Regions from separate parts of the Mus musculus genome. Here region 1 is linked to region 2. Evidence: chromatin contacts called from public HiChIP or PLAC-seq data. All regions are on one chromosome and are shown on one strand. Each heading gives the region's core, a stretch centred on a gene start, on an enhancer-like site or on the middle of the called end of the contact. The rest is flanking DNA. Distances are from core to core; before and after follow the strand shown.

Region 1 (3,459 bases), core at 560-3,059, 240 kb after region 2:
CACATCAGCACTTGAGGTTCTCTCCTAGGGCAGCTGTCTGCAAGTCAGATACAGACTTGCACTCAGATAAAGAGAATATGAAAGGCCTATCGGATGGCCGGCTCTGAGACAGGGCAAATCTTGGGGTTGGCAATAACGAAGAAGAGGTTTGTAGTCGGCCTCATTCCTGATGAGCTATAGGAATTTCCCTGTCTGAAAAAAAAAAAAAATGAGGCACTTGGTCCCACCCTGGTGAGGACATTCTAAAGACGAAAGGAGACAACACATGGAAGGTCTGGCCCAGGGCTCTGGCTTCCAGCAGGAGTTCAGCAAATGTGCTTTCGTCCTTCGGTTTCCTTCCCTCTGCAAGCTCATCATCAGATCCCTCCCCAGCAGACCCTTCCCCAGCCTTCAGAACTCTGCCTGTCACCACTTCCCCCTCAAAGGCTTTCTGCTCCATCTGGCTAGACAGACCCACCCCTTCCTGTTTAGCACGTCCAGATGGCACAGGGGCATCTGGTCTGCCAAGGGATAAGAAAAGCTCTCTGGAGGAAGACCCCCTAGAGGATAGACAGATAAGGGGGAATGGAAAGGGCATTCCAGACAGAGGGAACCGTGTGTTCCAAGGTCAGGAAGGCAGAGAAAGCTTTGTAGATTTGAGGATTTCAAGGGCAATGCAAAGGAGCCTTTCTGGACCAGATTCACTGAACGGCACTGCCAGGCGCCGTCCCCACCCTGATCAACCTCCTTCACAGCACAAGTGGATCACATACTCTTTTGTTTATTGGTTTCAGCCCCAGCTGAAACCCCAAGTCCACTGCAGGGAGGGGGGCACACCTTATCTTCTTTGCCTTCTTAATATTTGGTGACTAGTTATCACTACTAGTTAAATGACCACCAGACTCAGAGCTCCAAGACAAGAGGGACCTGGCCATCCCTCCCCCATTAAATCCCCCAACACCCGGCACAGGACTAACGACATAGCATTTGACACTTGGTTAAGTATTTTATGATCAAGCCATATGCTCTATACTAGATATTCAGCTCCTGAAAGGATAGAAGAATGACCTCAGGCAGCGCAGGTATGCTGTGATATAAATAACCCCACATATACACACTCGGGTGCACCTGATGGGTAAATGAAGGAGTTAATGCAAGACTACAAAGTTCTCACACTCCAAAGCCCAGAGGTCCATGATGCCAAGCTTCGCCTTGCTAAGCTGCCAAGATTTCTATCTCTTCTTGTCACTGCCATTCAAAGCGACTCTCTTATCCACAGCAGCCATGCCTCCATTGTCACAGGGGCAGTAGATCATCTCCCCTCTGTTCCTCTCTCCTGAGCTCTGAAAGCCCTGCAGATTCCCAGCCCTGCAAGAGGAGGTCAGCTGACCCGGGCGCCTGGCCCTCTTCCGGCAGGCACTTTTACAGGAGCCTTCTCTGGGAATGGTCAGCATTCCATTCTCCCAGAGAGTGGGATGTGAATCTGGCCTGTTTTCATTAATTGCAAATTAATGCTAGGCTGGGTGCTATTTTAGTCCACGCTTCCACAGAGGGTGGAATGCGACCCAAGGCAGCTAGCGCATCGCGCTCATTCCTTCTGCCGTTGGACTGCGTGAATATTTTTAGAAGCCGCACCCTCTTGCCGTGGCCAGATAGATAATTTCCAAAACCAGATGTGCTCATTGCAAATCAGCATAAGGCACAGAAGGGAAGAGCAACCAGTCACATGGCTCACACCAAAACTGCAGCAACATCTAACACATTCCAGCCAGAAGCATCTTTAGAGACTTCCCGCGGGGCCACAGGAGAGGTGGACCCACAATGTGACAGCCACTCCCCCTGCCCTTAGCACGATCGATCTTGCCACTCACATCCGGTTGGTTGGTAGTCCATTTGTACCCACGGTCCCCCTAGGCCAGGCAGCGATGGCCTTTCATTCACACAGAAGGCCAGCTTGTGGCCATGTGTATGACTGCTTCTGTCAGCAACTGTCCTTTCTAAATATGCATCTGCAAAGTGCTGAGTCAGGAAGCGCGGATTCCCATGCAGCCGGAAGGCAAATCAGCACCAGCTGAAACACATTTTTAAAACACTTGGAAGTGGGTGCAAGAGGATGGAGTTTGCCTGGAAGTCAAACATGGGAGTGAGTTTTAATCCTGGCTAGGGGCTCCTTTGCCCACAAATCAATCAGTTATAATGCTTACATGTGCCAGGCACCAGGAGATGCTCTGGAATGAGAAAGACAACAAACTCCTGATCTCAGGCACACCCCTTAGACAGTCCAGGCTGGAAATCGACCCTCAACAAGTTCTTTCAACTAGACTATCAGGTCTTAGTTGACATCTCTGCAGCAACGGAGGAAACAGTAAATAATGACTTGTTAAAAGGACAGATTTGATTATGTGTGAGTGTGCGCACACGCGCGCGCACACACACACACACACACACACACACACACATGCTCACACACGTTCCCACCCTGGGCAATGTCAGGAGCAGAGATTCCTAAGAAAACAGACAAAGAAAAATATAGGACCAAAGTTGACTTTTGTAATTAAGTACTATGTGTGCTACTTGGATACAAAAACAGAGGCTCTCAGGTGGAAAACCTGGTCCCCAGGAGCCCCATGCCCTACAGTCACTTCTCTGTTGCTTTGGGTTTTACAAATGAGCTGTTCTTCCAGGCTGCTGCCCCATTGTCCCCAACACAATTGCTCTCTGAATTCTGGCCATTCTTCTGCTCCATTAGGGAATTCTATGACTCCACAGGAAGCTATGCACCTTATCACTTCTGGGGCTACAGCATGGGACCAAGAGGTCCCACTGTACCACAGAACCCAATCCCCAGGCGAGAGGCTCACATTCCAGACCTTGTATAGTCTACATTTAGTTCCGAGGGCTCCCGGCGACAGGTGGCAGGAAGAATCTGGACAGGGTATCACTGAGATCAACAGATGATATGGAACCCTTAGAAGGCAAGGGTCCAAACTGACAGCAGGCCCGACCACCACCCCATCCCAGAACCACTTGCCCAAGCTTCTGGCTTTCCATGCATTTCCTCCTGCAGGGGCCAGACACTTAGACTTAGGCAAGCTCTTGGGATGGACACAGCTAAGCACCACCTCCTCTGAATGCATTTCTAACTACTTTCACATTTATTGTCGGTACCTAGAACTGGGGATTGCCCACAGAAACTCTCGGGAAAAAATTGACTGGGGAAAATAAACAAACAGTACACAGCTCTTCTTCCTACCTGACAGGAGAAGCTAAGTTCAGTGCGTGAGAAATTTATCCTGAACCCTGCTATCAGCAAGAGACAGGGCTACCACACAAACCTGGGCCATCCAACTCCAGAGCCTCCACTCCTAGACTGGACTCATTTGCAGACGGTTGATTCTGACAGTTTAATTCTGAACATAGAAAATACCTAGAGCAAGTCTGTGGCTGTTATTATTATGTATTTTGTAACAGGAGGAACTG
Region 2 (3,300 bases), core at 467-2,966:
GCATGCAGGCAGACGTGGTGCTAGAGTTGCCAAGAGTTCTCTATCTTGATCTAAAGTCAGCCAGAAGGAGGCTGTCTTCCCCAGGAAACCAGAAGGAAGGGCTCTTTTCCACACTGGGTGCAACATGAGCACCAGGAGACCTCAAAGCCCATGTAAACAGTGATACGCTTCCTCCAACAAGGCAACAATTATTCCAACAAGACCACACTTCCTAAAAGTGCCACTTCCCTTGGGCCATGTCTTACACATGCCAGGCAAACACTCCAATCCTGATCCTCATGTCTGCCCTTCACATTTCACTCTTCTGAGGTGTAAAATCAGGAAAGTCTTTAGGGACATAAACCATCTCAGCCCTGTGATCTGTGCAGCCTTCCTCTGCCCTTTGGTGTCTACTTGGGAACTTGTGTGTTGCGACAGTCAGTCTTCTGGGACACGTCAAGCTTGAGCCCTGCTTTGCACCTCAATGTATGATCTTGGGGAAATTCAATGAGATCAATTCCCTAACATCTAACTCTGTAAGGGAATACAATACAGGGCAGGGCTGGAAGTGACAACTTCCCTGAAGAATGTTAGGAAACTCCCTGACTACTCTGGGACACTGTGGGACTAGAGACCAAACTCCACCAAAGACCAAGTGGACTCTTGCCCAGTGACTTATGTTTGTCACGTGAGGAGAATAAAGGGGTGGCCTGAACACACATTGAAACAGCTGTCTCTGGATCCAGGAGTGCAAGGCTAGCCTAGAATTCTCACATCCTGAAGGGTTGCCAAGCTTGTCCAGCAGAGTCCACTAGACCTTGGGTGTGATGTTAAGACCCGAATCCTGTGCCTGCTCCAATTCTACAGTACTGGGAAACATTTTGTTGACTCTGAGATGGTCTCTGTCCTAGAGGGGGAAAACAGTTTCTTCTGTATCTAGCTTCTTTTCAAACAAGTATTGGCATAAGATGTACCCGAGGTACCATAACCACCAGAGTGTACTATCTTGTTGGAATTTTGGACTCTTAAATAAGCCACCAGAATCACTCACTAGATGCTTGAACTGCTTTCCACTTTCCTAAGTAAATGATCATGTACCTGTGTTTTAACATCCCCTGGGGCCCAAGAATTGCATGCCTATCTTGGTCACATATTATGTTATTTTCCTTTCAAGGCCTAAGAATTCCTCAGTAGTTATGAACAAAACTCATCTTCTTGGATCTCTTTGCTTCCTGGTCATAGAATGATTGTATTATCTAGGATTCTCACCTAGTTTCACAGTTTAGACTAAGTGTGGCTAAGCTGGAACACCCTCCTTGTCAAACAAGACATAAGATTATCTCAGGGTCAACGAGGTCGGTTCTGGTCTCACTTCCTTAAAAACAAAACAAAACTGACATTTAAAGAAACTTGAGTTACTTCCTAGATTAATCAAGAGAGTTGCTTTCTTCAGTAGGAAGGACAATGAGGCCAAAACCTGATGAATTGGGAGGACTGCATGTGTTAGGAAGAACCAGTTGACTCCCAAGATCTAACCCTTCTGTTCTGATGGCTATTGTGGAGAAAGCAATTGGAAGCATTGTGAAAAATGAGTCATTTCAAAAGGACAATTCATAAATTACATGAATTGTCATGTATATGTTGTGGTTTTACTTGCATTGTAGAAACCTTCAACACTGGAAAGTTTTGGCCAAGCAGTGTAGTACTGCATGCTGTGTGGATTCTGCAGTCTGCAGTTGAGCTGATTTCATCAGACTCTTCTGGGAAGTATATGAAAATCAGATTCCTGGGTGTCATCTCCTAGTCTCTAAGAGGCCTAGAGCAGTTGTACTCTGGAAAGCTCTGGAAGCTTTTTACACGATGACCCAGAATGAAAACAAGGAATAAGAGTACCAGTTTTATTTCCAGTTATGCCTCCACCCCATTACTCTGTCTCAGATATATTCTAGGCACAGGAGAACCATCTGTAAACACACAACGCACACATCACACACATCACATGCACATCATACATCACACACATCATAGACATCACCCAAATCACACATACATCACACACATCACACACATACATACACACATCATACACATCACACACACATACACATACACACATATCATATCACACACACATACATACACATTACACACACATCACACACAATACATACATGTCACACACACCACACACACATAATGCACATAACACACACATATACCTACACACATCACACAAAATACACACACATAATAGACACATACACACATCAAACATATATAACACACACACATCACACATATACATACATCACACACATACATCACACATACACATCACACACACCACAAATGCCATAAAAGTCAGCCAGATGTTTGGTCTATGGCTGGTCTATGTGATTTAACTTCTTGATGACTTCATTTCCAGAACTATAAAAAGAGGATGGTGACACCTTCATCACAAGGTTGTTGTGATGTTTAAATAAGTATATATGCAAGAAGAGTTTGCCCCAGAGGCTGGGCTACTTGATAAGTAGTATAAAAAAAAATAACATTAAAGCTAGAAGTGGGGAAGAAAGGTTGTGAGTGTCATCCCATGGAGATGTTTAAAGAGCAGCTATCCCATCCAAGTTCATCCATAACCCATGCTTTGTGACTTTCAGTGACCTTCCTTCACACACTTTGGTCTCACGTGGATACTGAGGGACCTATGTATGAAGAGAAACATTAATGTCCTATAAGCCACCAGTCACTCAAGCATACTTCAAAAAACCAGCAACAGCAGCTGGACTCATTGCTGGCTTTCTTCTAAACCATCTGAGCTGCTGGCATTCACACTGACATGGGGCCCAAAGTCAATCACACCATCCCAGATATGATATGAAGTCCGAGCTACACAATCAAAGGGAATTCAAGTGGAAAAGAATTGAATTAGTGTTTCTGTTCAACTTAAGGTACCTGGCAGACCCAGGAGCAGACCCTTGTCCCTGCCACATGAGGTCAGGAAGAATGGAGATTTAGAGAGAAGTGTAAAGGCTACATAGGATGAGAACACAGGGAGTGGTCAGGGCTGTAGGGGAAGCTGAGATCCACTTAGAGTGTGTCAAAAGCAGAAATTGTAATGAGGGCATCTTGGACAAGGCTGTGATTCACTGTCCAAAATTGGGCTGGGCTTCTTGTTAGTGGGAGAATATCACAGTTTTGTTTTTGATTTTGCTTTTATTTATTATCATTATTACTATTATTATTATATTTTACATTATCCCCAAGCTTTTCTCCTCCACTTATGGGTATCACTCTGTATTTATTATTTAAAATGTTAAA

What was found. HiChIP or PLAC-seq counts read pairs in DNA pulled down with a chosen protein or histone mark.
Region 1: an H3K27ac HiChIP or PLAC-seq map of microglia shows a contact between it and region 2, with 4 times the contacts expected there. The contact joins two enhancer-like sites. A contact is called at or near these places in 4 of 484 Hi-C or Micro-C datasets (adipose-derived mesenchymal stem cells, bone marrow-derived macrophages, myocytes and 1 more) and 3 of 115 datasets of contacts at active chromatin or transcription factors (large pre-B cells, microglia and neural progenitor cells).

Annotation. Positions count from the first base shown.
Region 1 is chr10:84,387,077-84,390,535 of GRCm38.p6, forward strand. The region is part of intron 4 of Nuak1 (NUAK family, SNF1-like kinase, 1); the gene reads right to left. Among named protein-coding and RNA genes, the nearest start is that of Nuak1, 52 kb to the right of the region's middle. Within about 2 kb of position 1,810, at least 96 of the 459 cell types and tissues checked have an H3K27ac peak or open chromatin away from gene starts, as enhancers often do. A contact at or near this core is called in microglia, where this site is marked.
Region 2 is chr10:84,146,170-84,149,469 of GRCm38.p6, forward strand. No RefSeq gene overlaps it. Among named protein-coding and RNA genes, the nearest start is that of Gm40727, 38 kb to the left of the region's middle. Within about 2 kb of position 1,717, at least 19 of the 459 cell types and tissues checked have an H3K27ac peak or open chromatin away from gene starts, as enhancers often do. A contact at or near this core is called in microglia, where this site is marked.